Linked DNA regions of Gossypium hirsutum: region 2 is linked to region 1. The links are chromatin contacts, called in public Hi-C maps. All regions are on one chromosome and are shown on one strand. Each heading gives the region's core, a stretch centred on a gene start, on an enhancer-like site or on the middle of the called end of the contact. The rest is flanking DNA. Distances are from core to core; before and after follow the strand shown. Region 1 has its middle 14 kb from the start of LOC107945403. Region 2 holds the start of LOC107945713 (transcription factor SPATULA).

The links. Hi-C and Micro-C count contacts between places; a contact is called where the count stands out from the background.
Region 2: a contact with region 1 is called in a Hi-C map of seedling, with 2.1 times the contacts expected there. The contact joins the promoter of LOC107945713 here to the enhancer-like site in region 1.

Annotation. Positions count from the first base shown.
Region 1 is chrD12:30,531,558-30,535,222 of Gossypium_hirsutum_v2.1, forward strand. No RefSeq gene overlaps it. Among protein-coding and RNA genes, the nearest start is that of LOC107945403, 14 kb to the left of the region's middle. Within about 2 kb of position 1,769, at least 1 of the 9 cell types and tissues checked has an H3K27ac peak or open chromatin away from gene starts, as enhancers often do.
Region 2 is chrD12:30,748,246-30,751,910 of Gossypium_hirsutum_v2.1, forward strand. It overlaps LOC107945713 (transcription factor SPATULA), which reads left to right and starts at 1,953. Exons shown (of 5, transcript XM_016879808.2): 1 at 1,953-2,311; 2 at 2,606-2,731; 3 at 2,852-2,917; 4 at 3,122-3,187. The coding sequence starts at 2,282.

The DNA.
Region 1 (3,665 bases), core at 519-3,018:
ATTTTGATTATGTTATTTTGGTTTGTTCTTTGTAATTGTATTTGTTATACGTGTAATTTTAAGAAAAAAACATTATGTTTAACATATGATTATATTAAAATATAATGCAATTTATAGTTTAATTTAACAAAACTTAAAATATTTTATAACTAATTAGATAATTATTATTATTAAAAATTGTTAAATATAAAGATCGAAGATTGTTGAATAATATTTTGCTTGCCCTTTATTGATATGAGTATTAGGGTATTTATACATGATATTACTGGTACTATTATAGCTCATCATAGAGTCTCACTATTTTGTCTTGACTCTACTGCCTCCAATACTGACATTCTCTGCGAATTCCAAGCTTGTTGGGCATGTGTTTGCGGAGCACGTGGTCATTTCTGCTCTTGGGACTAGCGCTATGGGCGAGCTCCATACTTGCTGGACACGTGTCTGGGTGTCCTGTGGAGCACATGGCACTTCCTGTGAGTTCATTGGGTATTGGCCAACATTTGTCGCCGATCCTCCAACTTGTTGGTACAGGAATAGAGTTTATCCGTCACTAGAACCGAAGACGATCGTTCTCGCGACGAATGGGGTTGAACTATCCGATTTCTGATACCCCTCATCTTCACCATAACTCAAGTAAAAGAAGAAAGCTTAAACTTTAAAAGAAAAAGCAAGGTTTCTAAAAAAATCACCTTTGTCCTAATTGCAAAAAAATGCTAAAGATGAAGGATTTAAGGTTGAGAGAGACACTCTTTTAAAGAAGAAGTTCCCTTCCTGCCTCTTAGACGATTTGTGTGATCAAAAAAAATCAACGGCCTAGATACAAACAAACAAAAATAGTTCAAATTTCAACGACCAAATATGCACGCGCGTGAACCGCTCACAAACGTACCTTGTAAGCTGCATTTAATGCTGATATGATGGACCTAAGGAGCGCCACTTTATGACACCCCTTATGCCCATTTTAGGTGAGGAGTAGATTGTTATACGTCAATAACCTGAGACCTGAACCCTAGAAAATATCCTAACCTCCGACCCATAACCTGATCGCAAGAGGACAACAAGGCGAACCTGACTGCAAGGCAAAGCTATAGACCCAGCTCACAAGACCCAACTCACAGGATTCTCGTGCAAGCTCATAAGGCAGGATCACAAATACAGCTCGCAGAACCAGCTTGCGAGAAAAGGGTACAGGCTCAGCCCGCGAGGATCTAGAGAAGGTCGTTGTCCCACTTCGCATATACCCAAGGAACTCATAGGAAGTGTCATGTGCTCCACAGACCACCTAGACACGTGTCCAACGGGTACGGAGCTCACCTAGAGCGCCAGTCCCAAGAGTAGGAAAGACTGCGTGCTCCGCAGACACGTGCGCAACAAGCCTAGAGTTAGCAGAGAATGTCAATATTGGAGGCAATAGAGTCAAGACAAAATAGTGAGGCCCTATCATGAGCTGTAATAGTATCAGTAATATCATGTATAAATACACTTATACTCACATCAATAAAGAGCAAGCAAAATATTTCAACAAAGATAATAAAAATAAATAGAATAATAATTAATCAACAAAGGTAAGTTGTCGTTTTATTTAAAGTTCAGTTAATAAATAAGCATTGGGATTTTCAAATCATAAATGATTTTTTTGTTTTAAATTTGAATACCTTACCCTACTATTATGTTAATACTTTTGCATGGAACTTGAATATATATAATATCCATTCATGTTGGATTTGGGGTTTTGGTGCTTGAAAATGGCCGGGAAAGACCAGTCCTCCATTGAAAGCCAAGTTTGAAAACTCTGTCCTAAATCCTTCAGTTCAGCCAGCGAGTAGCGGCGGCTTTGGCCCAAAAACTGGTTAAAGTGTTATTTATTATTTTTTTAAATTTTGTAAACTTACAAATTAACATTAATAGTAAAATTTCAATTTTAACTCCCAAAATTATAAACTTGACATATCAATTTAGTATTTTTTTACTTAATTGATACTTAAAACTTAGTAATCATAAGTCAAATTGGTATATTTTTTAGGTACCTGATCAATATCATTAAAATATATTGACGTGGTAATGAAGACCAATAGCATTTTAACACGTGGCAATCTTACATTTTGAAACGTGACAAAAAAATATTTAAAATTTATACTTTTTTACACAAAGAGAATGATATTGGACAAATGATTGTACACTATTTTTAAAATTTGTATAACATATCATATTTTTATATTATTTTTTTGAAATTTAAAAAATATAAAAACTAAAAATCTTAAAAGATTATGAAAATATTAGAAATATTATTTGACACTAAAAGGAAACATGAACAATTAGTTCTCTAGATACATTTGAACATAGACAATCATTTCTCCAAATGCATTCCAAACATGTTTTTAGTGATTTTATATATTTTAAACTTTTCATAGATTATCATATTTTATATTATTAAATTTAAAATACATAAAATTTGATATTTTATAAAAATATGATTTTTATACATTTTAGATTTTATATATTTGGTATAAATTATATTTTATATATTTGGAAAAATATATTTTATAAAATCTTGATATAAAATAATATATTTTATAAATATAAGATTTTATATATTTTAAATTTATAATAATATAAAAATATAATATTTTATGGAAAAATAAAAATGAATAAAATTACTCAAAAGCATGTATAGAATGAATTGAACAAATAATTGTTTAGGTTCAAATGCATCTGGATAATTAGTTGTTCAGATTTCTTCTAGTATCAAATAATATTTCTAATAATTTTATAAGTTTATATATATTTGTATTTTTTTATATTTTTTATATTTTAAATTTCAAAATAATAACAATATATGATATGTTATAAGAAATATTTTAAAAATATATAAAAATATTAAAAAAGGTATGTTTAGAATGAACTTGTACAAATAATTGTCCAGATTTAACTAAACCTAGACAACTATTTATCCAAGTTTATTCCTAACGTGTAAAAAATTATGATTTTTTTTATAGATTTTAAATATTTTTATAGTTTTACTTTATTGCCACATATCAAAATATAATTACCAACTATTACTATACTATTAGTTAAACAGTATATTTTAACAATAGTAGTCAAGTATTTAAAAATACCAAATTAATTTACAATTCCCAGATTCAATTACCAAATTAACTCTAAAAAAACGTCAAAGTATTAAATATATACAAATCGTGATATATCTGGTATATATTAACCCTAAATTTATAACTCATTTTTCACATTCCTAACGCAATTGTTTTTTTTGACGTGTCTCTGCTTCAATCCCATTGCTTTTGAAGTTTTCAACGGTTGGTGTCTTATCGAATTGCATCTGCACTAGGATGAGGTGTCAGACATTCACAATATCGTATATTTTCCCCATTCAATTATTAGTTCGTCAAATCACCTTTTATACTGCAAATAAAAATGAAGCATATAATATCCTCCCAACTGATGAGTTCCTGGGCTGTCAATGGTTCATTATATCAAGCAAGACCCTAATGTCTGGCTTCATTAATAGAAGTGGGAACACTAATATAGCAATATAATGTCATCATTATCTAATTTGCATATTCATCTTCTTTTTTTTTTGAGCAATTGTACTTGAAAAGTAACATATTTTGACATATTAATAACTCATGTTTGATATACCATTTCATATA
Region 2 (3,665 bases), core at 703-3,202, 220 kb after region 1:
TGAGTTGGAAAATGCCAAGGTTTCCGCACATGTTTCTGATCAATTCACATATCATTGCATCATCACACTATCCACCAACCAAAGTCGTAGACATAATGAGCGTATATTAGCTTGCCGTGTCTGGATGTTTTCTGTAATCCTTCAGTGTGTGATGTTTGATGATAGAGACGCAGATACTGCGGTGGTTCCGCATGTCGGGTAGACTGAAGTGGGTTGGATACCAGATCTATTTCGCGAATCACAATAGGGCACGTAAGTAGAGACAGGTAAGGTAACGCTTGGTCCCACTATGACAGTAATTAAGGGACGGATTGCAACACCCAAAATAACAAATAAAAATGAATTGTATTTACATTTCTTTTTAATAGGAAAATGACAAATCAAGTTTTTTTCTCTTGAACTTTAATTTTTTTTTTCTTCTGAAACAATTTAAATCTAACTGAAAATACTCAAAATCAAGAGGAAAAATCTGATTTGTCATTCTCTTATTAGAATGGGATATGGATGATGTGGAATCACAGTTTCATACAATCTCTTCCCTTTTACAAGGTGCCTAAATGTATACGAATTTATTTTTAGATTAATTAACACAAATTTTACTTCTATATGTTCGATGACTAAAAGCAATAGATAGGTACCTTCCACGTGTGCCTTTTCTTTGTGCATGAGTTATTATCTTTGTTTTTGAAATTGGATCGAATTTATTAGCTTGGAAGTGAATATAATTTTGATCTTTTGGTATTAAATTATGGCATGTACATAGATTAAATCAAAGTACATGTATAAAATTATTAGTGAAAACACTTTGTGAATCTTGAATATTTTGTTAGTTCTAAGAATTTAGTTAAGCTTTGATTGAGATATATGTTGAATTACATGTTATTTCGAAAGAGTTTTATGTTTTATAATGTTTAAAAGTGTTATGGAATGCTTGATGATAGTTTAGAATTGGTTTTAGATGTTTTAGGCATGCTCTAGATAATTTACCCCTGATGTTGCAACATTGAATAGCTAATGTCACGACACTAGATAAATCTGGCCTCAATGTCGTGACACCACTAATCAATGTCACGACACTAAAAGTATTTCATACTTATTTTTAAAAAATTTTAGAATAGATTAAGTAAAATATTTGACTTGAACTACTAAACAATGATTTGAATTTATAAAACAAACTATATTAAAATCCATCTTATTTTACTAATTATTTATTAATTACATGTATTGCGCTTGACGCTTTTGAGAATACTAATTGAGAAGCCATGGGAAGGATAAAAATAAAAACAGAAGTATTAAAATCGTGTATGGCAAAACTTATACCATAAAGAAATGCACAGTTCAATGTAAACGGCGCACAGACCAATTGGTTCCCATTGCCAAAATTATATATAATCGTATGTGATTCCACGTTATTCTTATCAATTTTTTAATAGGCATTTTTTAATAGGAGAATGACAAATCATAGTTTTCTTTCTAATTTTTAGTATTTTTAGTTGAATTTAAATTTTGTCAGGAGAAAAAAGCTGAAAATCAGGAGAAAAATTTTGATTTGATATTTTTATATTGAAAAAAGATATGAATGACGTGGAATCACAGTTGCATACAATCCCTTCTCAATGGTTATAAGACTTTAAATTTGAGATGATAGATTTGGCCAAATTTAAATTATTATTGATAAATCAAGATAATATGACTTTGAACACCTATAAGTATTGAATTCAATAGGTTGACTTAATCAAAGTACAAAATTTGTAAAGAAATTGTGAAAAAAAATCAGTGATAGTATTATCATTTCATGATTAACAAAAATAAAGATCACATCTTAACACATATCCGTCTAAATACTATATAATAGAAAAACCTATTAATGCAACTCGGTTTGTTTCAAAAGAAAGAAAAGGAAAAGGGCAAAAGAAGACAGTAACCGAACCACATGAAAAGAAGAAATATTTTAAACTGCTTAGAGAAAAAACAAAGCTAAAAAGGGGAGATGATAACATTAACCTTAACATGTTTCATTATAAGAAGGATAATAAATGTGATTAGAATTATATACCCGAACTTGTTTATATATGCAATCTTCTTCATCAAATTCTAGTTCATTCTTCTTCTTTTTCTTCGGCTTCTGGGATGGCCTACTTTGGGGGTCTAACTGAGAATCCACGGCGGTTCTCACGGTCAGAGGCTCCGCCTGGTGGCGGAGCAGTAAAGAAGGGGATGATTGATTATTCTGAGAGACAGAGCGGAGGGTCGGGTAATATGATCAGAGAAGCTGGTGAGAATGGTACCACTGATGATCAAGACTGTGAAAGTGAGATAAGTGTCTGGTTTTGCTGTTTCATTATCATTATTATTATTATGATTCTTTTGCCAAGAAAATGTCGAAGAAAAAGGAGAGAATTTGGGTCATTTTGGTTTAGAAAGTTAAGATCTTAAGAAAGATAGTATACATCATACATGCAGTGCTTAAATTTGATTACATGAAGTAAACAGTAGTGACCATCACAAGATTCATTTGCAAAATCAAGTTTTCTATTTCAACGGGATATTTCTGGCCATTTTTAGAATTCAAATTGAGCAAAGATTAAAATTTTGTTCTCGATAGTTTGAAATTTGTCCTAGGCAAGAGGGTCTTGAAGCATTGGTTGATGAGGCACCGCCAAAGTCAGCACCATCTCGTAGTTCCTCAAAAAGAAACAGAGCAGCCGAGGTTCATGATTTGTCTGAAAAGGTTACTAGTTTGATCTATGGTGTTTTTGTACTAAATCTATAATAATGGGATTTCTTGGTTCATTGGGTTGGTTTCTTCATGGATTTTATTGATTTATGGTTTTGGTTTTGAATGACGCAGAGGAGGAGGAGTAGGATTAATGAGAAAATGAAAGCATTGCAAAACCTTGTTCCAAATGCCAACAAGGTATACATTTTCTACTTCTCATCTGCCCATTTCGTTCCATTTATTCATCTTGTATTTGTATAGCCATATTTACATTATGTATTTATACGAATTTTGAGACGTTCATATAATAATGTTCGAAAACTTTATCTTGTCTTTCTATTGCTTACTTTGTGTTCTACCTTGTGGCATTACTAATTTGGGTAATAATTGAGGGATTGGCAGACAGATAAAGCTTCGATGCTCGATGAAGTTATTGAATACTTGAAGCACCTTCAGCTTCAAGTTCGGGTATGCTAACAACTTTACTCTCTTTTCCTTTTCTGGGTGAACCCACCATCCAAAGTAACGAGAATTTTGAAGATATTGAAAGAAACTAAAACATTTCAAAACTCATTACCAAGTCCATGTGCTATTAATGCCTTGTTTCGAATGTATGCAATGGCATTCTGCCAGGCCATCTAAGGGAACCCTTCTAACCCTCTTGAGCAAATCTTTGAGTCATATGAAAGTTAAGATCATGACTTGATTGATTGTAGAGAAATTTGACATCCACAACCATATGCTATGTTGTGTTATCTCTGTTATATATATCTTTCTTGAAGTAAACCCATATTCAACATCTGTCCAACACAAATTCGAAGATGACTCGAGGATCTTCTAAATAAATTGCGTAACTTAAAAAAAAAAAAAACATATTTGTATCAGGCAGTCACACCGGTATCTTTGTAACAGAGGTATAGGCATGTAGTATATTCATTGGCATTCA